3 separate regions of the Zea mays genome follow, and regions 1 and 3 are each linked to region 2. Evidence: chromatin contacts called from public Hi-C data. All regions are on one chromosome and are shown on one strand. The core of a region is the stretch at or near the end of the contact, and the rest is flanking DNA. Distances in the headings are between cores, read along the strand shown. Region 1 holds the start of LOC100502175. Region 2 holds the start of LOC100272657. Region 3 holds the start of LOC100193389.

Region 1 (2,700 bases), core at 48-2,547, 210 kb before region 2:
GAATTGTGAATTTCCTTCAGGTAGTGCTGGATGAAGCAAATTTTAATATCCAATTGGGCATTGTTTAAGACATTAACCTTAAATTTAGTTCAGCCTTACCCTCTTAAACTACATTTGCGTTTCTCGTGTTTGATCTATGCAATTCTTGATTATATAGCTATCAATTAAAAGTTCTGTAGCTCGACTACTGAAAGCACAGTATGAAATAGGAAGGAAAGTAGCGATGCAGCTTACACATTTCTGCCCCACTTGTCCACTGCGGTGCTAATCTTGGCCTCAGTTCCATAACCAGTGCCCTTGCCATAATGACCGATCAATTCCTTCGTTGGGTACCGGAGTTTTAAAAAGTTATCTTTCTCAGCCGAGTAGATGAACCTCTGCTTCCGAAAATCAAAGTAAATCTCCTCTGTCTCACCTGCAGCTGAAGTTGAGGCCACCTGAACAAACCCTCGAACAACACACTCAGTAACCCCGAGGAGAGAGATGAAGGCGCAACAAGCTCTCGTGGGAAATAGGGATTTTGAACTCACATTTTTCTGTTTGTGCAGAGGTACAATCTCCTTTGACCCCGAGAACTTAGCAGGAGTCACCTTACACGTGTTAGCGGCATGGATATCCTTGACCTGCACTATCACCAAGCTCAAGCAGTTCAACCCTAAAACCTAAAGAGTTCAAACAGATATGGATAATGCTGACTAGATGGGTTAAGAATTGATAGGCGACTCGCCTTAGAGTACCCGACGAAGGCACGGAAATCGACGAACCAGGCGGTGAAGAGGAAGGTGAGAATGTGAGCAGCGGAGAGCGCGGCAAGGATGATGAGAGCGTCAGTGAAGTCGAGCGCCGGGACAGCAAGCAGCAGCCAGAGCGCATAGAGTGCAAGGAAGGGCCAGAAGTCGAGGCGCGACGGCCAGTGGCGCCGCCGCAGCAAGTCCACGCCTTGCACCGACTTGCCGTTCACCTCGAACCGCGCCATGCCGGCGCCGCGGCCACCCAGATCGGGAAGCGCTGCGGAGCTACCCAGAGTCGGATCGTGTCCTGATGTAGACCAAAGAGGTGATACAAGTGGAGGTTTGGGGAGGTTTTACCGAGTCGGCTCGACGGGACTCGACCTGCAGCGGCCAGCGGCTACCGGAGTTGAGGGGGCGGACGGCGGACGGCGCCTCTACCGACGCGAGGGCTTGTCGCCGCTGCTGCTTCGCTGCGCGGTTCTGCTCTCCGTCTCGTCCGCCGCCTCGTCTTCAGTGGTTACGATGTGGAATCCCCACGACGATCTAATTCCAATTATTTCGAATTCTCGAGAGACTTTTCCTTTTCCTTTTTCTTTCGTAATTTAAGCAAAGTTTGTACAGAGCAAAAACAGGTGGATCCGAGAGACACTCAACTGTATGGTGAAGATGCTAAAGCTAAAGTATGACAAAAGTATTCCTCCATTTTTTTATTTGTTACGGTTTAATTAAAAAACTATTACTATTCTAAATTATTTAATTAACTATATAAAAAATATAGCAAACATGATTTATATCTACGGATTCAGTGTCGTTTGATTTAATTTCTCTTTCTCTGTAAAGGGGTGTTTGGTTACACCTCGCTAAAATTTAGCTCATGTCCTATCGAATGTTTGAACCTCCGTTCCGGGTATTAAATGTAGTCTGATTATAAAACTAATTTGTCAGCCGAAGATTAAAAGACGAGACGAATCTAGTCCAGTTGGTTGGGTCTATATTTCATACTCCTATTTAAAAGTCAAACGCTTGATGTGACCCGGGCTAAACTTTAGCAGGAGCAACCAAACACCCCCAAATAAAGCATCAGTCACGTGTCATCCTTTACACTTAATGCAAAAATAAAGTAAAAAATGTGCATAAACGAGATTTGATGGGATTTGAATTGAACCTTAGTCACTAGCTTCACACATATACCCACTTAACCAATAAAACACATATATTTTATGCCTTATTAAAATAAAGTCCGCTCATATAATATAGCAATGCACAATCAACTGAGTAGTGAAATTGAATCTGGTTAGATTACAAATCAACCATGGTATTGAAATGGGTTGTGATTCTAATTATATTGTTTGGATGTCACTAAATTGGAGTTTGGAATTGTGTCGTCTAATTCCACTCAATACAAAGGATTGATGCTCTGTATTGAGAGAGTGAGTTTCTAGTTGTAGTCCAATTCCAGTGAATAGGGTCTCTGAATCCAAATTTCAATTCCATGCAACCAAACATAATAATTCTGAAAGGTGATTCCAATTCATAATTTTGTGCTTCAATATTTACATCCAAACGGGATATAATATAATGGAACTCGTGGAGCAACACGAAAGAAAGGACGAAGTTATGCAAGTGAAACAAATAAATTCTATTGTTGAGCTCATTTAACATGTGTACCTATGAGTTATTCTAGGTTCCAATCATATTCCAGCATGGAAAATTTTGTAATATAAATACAAGAAATGAATTGATGGTGTATAGATGCTCAATGTAAAGAAGGATTAAAACATGATAATGCTCTTCTTAGATATTAAAAATTCGATACTTCCTAGTAATCCTTGTTGAAGCATCTACAATAAGGTGACGCTCTCCCATAATCCACAGTGCTCTCTATGGGTGGATTCTTTACCGCTTCAGCAAGGTAAATCACTCACAAGCCTTTACATCTTAAGATGATGACACACATAATATTCATAGG
Region 2 (2,810 bases), core at 148-2,647:
CCAACAGGCAACATTACCTATGGGAACTAGAATAATGTGGACCTAGATAGCACAAGGACCACGAGAATAATGCAGTACCTGATGGTGCAGAGGAGAAATTTGAAGCTGCTGCAGCTCTTTCCCTGGGAGCAGTATTCTATGAAAAAAGTAATTTAAAAACAGAAATCACTCTCAATTCAGCTAGAAATATAAACAAGGGAAAAATTGAAATGCTAGTCATTTGTGGGTTCTTGAGTTAACAATTAGACATAGCCTGAATGCCAGACTTACATCACTGCTGTCATCTTCCTGGAGTGACTGCACAAGTGTCTTCTTGAAAACTTCCAACTGCACAACAAAGTAAAATATAGGCAGTAAGGTACACAACTATGGAGCTTAAAGTGGTATAGAAATCGAGGCTTATGTTCAGCACCAATCAATGGTTGGACATGCTTATGAGAGAAAAATGATTGACAGGTTAACATTTTCACTACCTATTGACATTCCTTTTTTGCATTATAATGTTAAGGACTACAAAGTTCAGTTCGAAATTATGGTGAGATTGCTACGAAATCGTTCCGAACTAGTAGTGCAACACAAGGAAATCTGTCAAATTCTTCCCAAAGTGCAAGGGAATAGTGTTTTGGTACCTTGGCGACATCTCTGTTCAACTTCCTAACGGTGTTGGACAGCTCAGAGTTGTCCCGCTGCAGTGCGTCCTGTACGTCCATCGTCCACGATCAGAAGGTGAAGAAGCATTCGACTATAAGTAATTTGAGTTGCCCAAATCACGCAGCTACACATTGGTGGAATACAGATGACATTAGGCGCAAGCGTCGCGGGACCAGAGTCGCCGACAGATGGGACCGACCGAAGCCACCATTCCACGGAAAGCACAGTTCTGCCACTCAGCCAGGCGGCTAATAAGTAAACTGATTAGTGGTTACCTTTTCCTCCTCGGCGTGGCGGAGGCGGCCGGTGGCGACGGCGAGCGCGGCGTCGAGCTGCTCGACGTGCTCCCGGAGGTCCTCGGCCTCGGCGTCGCGTTCGGCGAGCTGCGAGCGCAGGCGCGCTGCTTCGGCCTCGAGGAGGCCGAGGCGGTGCGAGAGCGCGATGGAGGTGATCTTGCGCGCTACGTCCAGCTGAGCGAACGGGTCCGATGGCAGCACGGCTATCAGCTCAGCGGGGAGCCCAAAGTCTTGGGTCGGCGCCGCCGCGTTGTCCTCCCCCACCATCGCGGCCGGCGGCACCGCCTCCTCCAGTTCCATGTGTGCCCTCCTGCTCCGCGCCTCTCGGTGGACTGGTGCTCTCCGCTCCCCCTCTCTCGCCCTTTCCGTACCGCGAGCCGTTATCTGCCCGCCCGCGGGAGATTAGACTGGTGGGGCGCGAGGTCTCTTTGTGGAATTGTGGTGGCGAAGGCGCGCCCTGCCGGCTGCCCCGCGCCACGGGTTTGGGTGTGGGGAAGGGTTTGGACTTTGGAGGCTTGGGCCCGCGTCGCTCTCGCTCTTGGTGGGCAGGGCACTGTGCAGTGCAGGTGTGGGGTGGGGACTGGGGAGTGGGGAGCCGGTGAACGTCCGGACGGTCCGGTCATCGGGGGGAGGCCTCGCGCCTCGGCACCAGGCTGTGGCATAGATAGGCGAAGGTCGCGCGATGCACGTGGGTGGATAGGGGCGCCGCTCCGGTTGGGAAGGAGCGTGGTGCATTGTTTGTGGCCTTGGGTGGCTTATTCTGTGCAGTGATTGGACACGTTGAAGTTTCTCCACCCGTCCTGATATACAAGGTACCCTTTTGATTTAAAGACTAAAAAATATATTTAAATCTTTATATAGAGTGTGTTTGGTTTCTAGGGACTAATTTTTAATCTTATATTTTATTTTATTTTAGTCTCTAAATTGCTAAATACGAAAACTAAAACATAGTTTTCATATTTGATAATTTAGGGACTGAAATAGAATAAAATGGAGAGACTAAAAGTTAGTCCCTAGAAACCAAACACCCTCATAATATTATATCGATGTATGTATACTTAAAGAGAACACATCTTATATTATAGGATAAGAACAAAAAGTAGTTATGTCTTATAAACTAGGATGTGGAATACCTGCTAAGACCAACTAATTGTTAGTAGTAGCTGTTGTTAGGGCATCTCCAAGAGACTAGCAAAATGACCCATCAAGCTAAAATTTAGCTACTTGCAAAACAATTCTCTAATAGACTAGCCATCCAACTCATCAAGTCATCTGACTCTCCAAATTGGCCCTCTCTCTAGCCAAACTTGGCTAGCCAAACTAACTTGGCTGCTGGAGAGTCTGTTGCAATAAGATGATACATATAGAGTTTAGTCTTTATAGAGAGATAAATAGATAGTCAAAACTGGAGAGTCCCTTATTAGCTTGCTAATAATTAGCTCTAGAGGCTTGGAACAGGGCCTAAGAGCAACTCCAATAGTTATGTAAATTTTAGCTCTTTAAAACACAGATTTAAGAAATTGCTAAGTAACTTTGGGAGTAAAAAAATGTGAGTTCTCTAATAGTTCTCTAAATATAGATTGTAGTTTTGTTTTGTGTTTATCCACATCAAAAAAATAAGTCACAAATGTCACCAATTACCTTCATTATCTACATAATGCAGTCCACATTTCCACATTTTTGTTTAGGGAGTTGCTAAATGGTTGCCAAATGTAGAGAGAAAATGAGGTTATATGAGAAGTTGCTAAATTTAGAAAGTTCATTTAGAGAACTGTTGGAGAGAAGTTTTTATGTTAACTACTTAAATTATTGATTCAGGAAGTCTTTTAAGAGATCTACATGAGTTGCTCTAAGTAGAGCAAG
Region 3 (2,700 bases), core at 114-2,613, 140 kb after region 2:
CCCAGAAATAGACATTTCACTATGAGTATGAATGGAACAAGATTACAATTGCAAACATGCATTGATCTGCCTTACCTCTAACAAATAAGCATGATTTCAGAATCCTGGGGTTTGGGCTTCAGTCATTCAGTGGCACAGAAGTCCTAACCTCTGATTCCCCAAACCCTTGAAATTTAATCTTGCCCTCAAATGCCTTAACAACATCAGGCACATCCTTAGCATGCCTCAACACATACCTCTCCGAGAAGACCCTAGAATTGGAAAGCAGTGGTGGAATCAACTTCTGTGTCCGCTTAAGCTTACCCTCCTTCATCAATATGCTCAGCACGGCGCACCTTGGCATGATATTCTTCTCCAAGCTCAACGCCAGAGTCAGTGGCTGCGCCATCACATCAGCTATCTCAAGCTTCATCACATCCAAGAAAAACCTGAACTTCTTCTTTATGGTCTCATCTCCGACGAGCAGTATGGTGGGCTGCGTCTTGAACGCCCTGAAAAGGTCAGATTCGGACACCCCGAAGCTCTTGAAAACCGCCACCTTGCGCACCATAGTCTCCCTCCTAAGGCTGCAAATGACGCGGAAGCCGTAGAGGAAGCCCGTATCCGTGACGCGGAGGCCGAGCGCCTTGAGGTCATGGAAGGCCTCGCGGATGCGCTCCGGCGGTGTCTTGATCATTCCCATGTGAATCATGAGAAGCTTGGCGATGGCTTCCATGGAGAGACCGTGGCTGAGGAACGCCTCGACGGCGGGGCGCATGGTGCTCTCGATATCGGTCATGAGCGCGCGGGGCACGCGGGAGACGGCGATGCGGATGTTGTCATCGGTACGAAGGATGGTGCGGAAAAACTCGATGCAGGGTATGATGTGTTTTTCCAGGCTGCGGGCGAGGATGTGGGGCTCGGTGGCGAGCAAGCGGGGCTGGATCCCGAGCGAGACGAAGAAGTCGAGCTTGGGGCGAATGGTGCGGTCTGGATCGAAGGTGAGCAGCAGCGGGTCTAAACGCACCGTGCGGGTGATATCCGCCTCGGAGAAGCCGTACTTGCGCAGGAGGGCCCGAACTGCGTCGGCCCGGTCCGTGTCCCGGATGCGGACCTTGCGAGCGGCGGCGACGGCGGGGGAGACACCGCAGGAAACCAGGTAGGAGACCGTAGTGGGGCAGGGCTCGCGGTCGGGCGCCGCCTGAACGGCGGACGAGTAGTAGCTTTGAGAGAGGAGGGCGCGCGCGTGGTTGGAGTGGATGGGATTCTTGCCGCTGGCGGCGGCGGCGGCGGCGGCGAGGATTGGGGAGAGGGGGATGGTGAGCCGCCGCCGGCAGACGTTCGCAAGCATGTTGGGTGCAGTCCGTTGGATGGTGAATTCAGCGTTGATTCGCTGTGTGTGAGCAGGGAAGGCCACCGTATCGTGTTTTGAGCATGGCCGTAGAGGACACAGGACCGGGCCTAATTCGCACACCGTAGCCGTCCAGGCTCAGCTCGGCCCGCGTACAAATAACTTTTGCCGCCCAGCTCAGCCCCAAAGCTTTAGCCTACGTCGGTTCAATTGCACTAGTAGCTACCGCTCGCCCAGCGCGCGGCCTGCTGCTGGCTCGCTACAGACGATGAAGAGTGGTCATGCGACATGAATCTTAATCATACCAAGTGAAAAAAACACCGACGTAGATATTGTTGGGAGCTATTTGGAAGCGTAGTTTTTTTATATAACTAATCTAACAATGATTATGTATATACGCACATGTTGTTTTTAGTAGTCGTGGTGGTCTATGTACGATTAGAATTGACATTGATCATCCAACGGTATCATCCAACAGCCGATAGGAAGGAAGATTGAGTTTAGTAGGCTCTATACACTATTCTAAATTAGTAGGGATGAAAAAGTCGGATATTATTTTTTGTCTTTTATTATTATGAATAAATAGGATATAAAATATGTTGTGTAAGTTTAGATTCTTATTTTTTACAATGATCTTTAAAAGTTTTATAGAAAGTAAACCTCAAATTTATTATATATCTTTTTAAATGATAGATATAAAATTCAGATACAGATATAGAAAAATTTTCATGTTTTTTTGTTGTAGAGAACAAATATTGTATAAAACAACTAATACAATATTTTATTCTTATTTATAATAATATGCATATAACACAACAAAAGATTAACATCGAACTTTACACAGATCTATATAAAAATATTAGATTTGTTCTATAATAGCTAGGGTATCCTCTCCTATCTAAAGTGTTTGTATCCAGCATATAACGTGCTTTCGTTCCTTGCCTTCGTGCTTGCCTTCTTTGTCATATTGATTCTTGTTTTTTTGGGAGATACTTTTTATTCTCTTTCCTGTCTGGCCACAGTATCGCTGCATGCGGTAGGCTACGCCTGAACCGGCGCATCGTCCAAGGCCTTGGCAGGCTAGCTGGCAGGCAGCAACGTGTACGTGGCTTCCTCCTGTGTGGTATGGCGTGCCCACATTGCCAGCCTTTGTCCGGCCGACTGCACGAAGCCACAGAGAAAGCGATGCATCTAGCGTCATCCTCGTGCACCGTTAGATTTTGATCATACGGACAAAAGAAAAAGTACTGACGTGTATAGGCTGGGAGAGCGTATTTGCTCCCAGCTTTAATATATAGAAATTTCAGCGCTGATCTACTTTCTACCTTAACTCGACAAGTGGACATTGGAGTTCAAATGGAAAAAAAGTG

The links. A called contact is a pair of places that touch in the nucleus more often than the background predicts.
Region 1: a Hi-C map of leaf shows a contact between it and region 2, with 7 times the contacts expected there. The contact joins the promoter of LOC100502175 here to the promoter of LOC100272657 in region 2. A contact is called at or near these places in 3 of 25 Hi-C or Micro-C datasets (ear, leaf and tassel).
Region 3: a contact with region 2 is called in a Hi-C map of ear, with 3 times the contacts expected there. The contact joins the promoter of LOC100193389 here to the promoter of LOC100272657 in region 2. A contact is called at or near these places in 6 of 25 Hi-C or Micro-C datasets (ear, endosperm, leaf and 1 more) and 1 of 3 datasets of contacts at active chromatin or transcription factors (leaf).

What each region holds. Positions count from the first base shown.
Region 1 is chr6:156,561,829-156,564,528 of Zm-B73-REFERENCE-NAM-5.0, forward strand. LOC100502175 reads right to left here and starts at 1,298. Exons shown (of 22, transcript NM_001366990.1): 1 at 1,089-1,298; 2 at 728-1,008; 3 at 531-623; 4 at 235-437. The coding sequence starts at 976.
Region 2 is chr6:156,769,833-156,772,642 of Zm-B73-REFERENCE-NAM-5.0, forward strand. LOC100272657 reads right to left here and starts at 1,398. Exons shown (of 9, transcript NM_001147115.1): 1 at 927-1,398; 2 at 630-698; 3 at 271-327; 4 at 79-136. The coding sequence starts at 1,247.
Region 3 is chr6:156,909,064-156,911,763 of Zm-B73-REFERENCE-NAM-5.0, forward strand. It overlaps LOC100193389, which reads right to left and starts at 1,364. Exons shown (of 1, transcript NM_001138518.2): 1 at 1-1,364. The coding sequence starts at 1,330. The coding sequence ends at 119.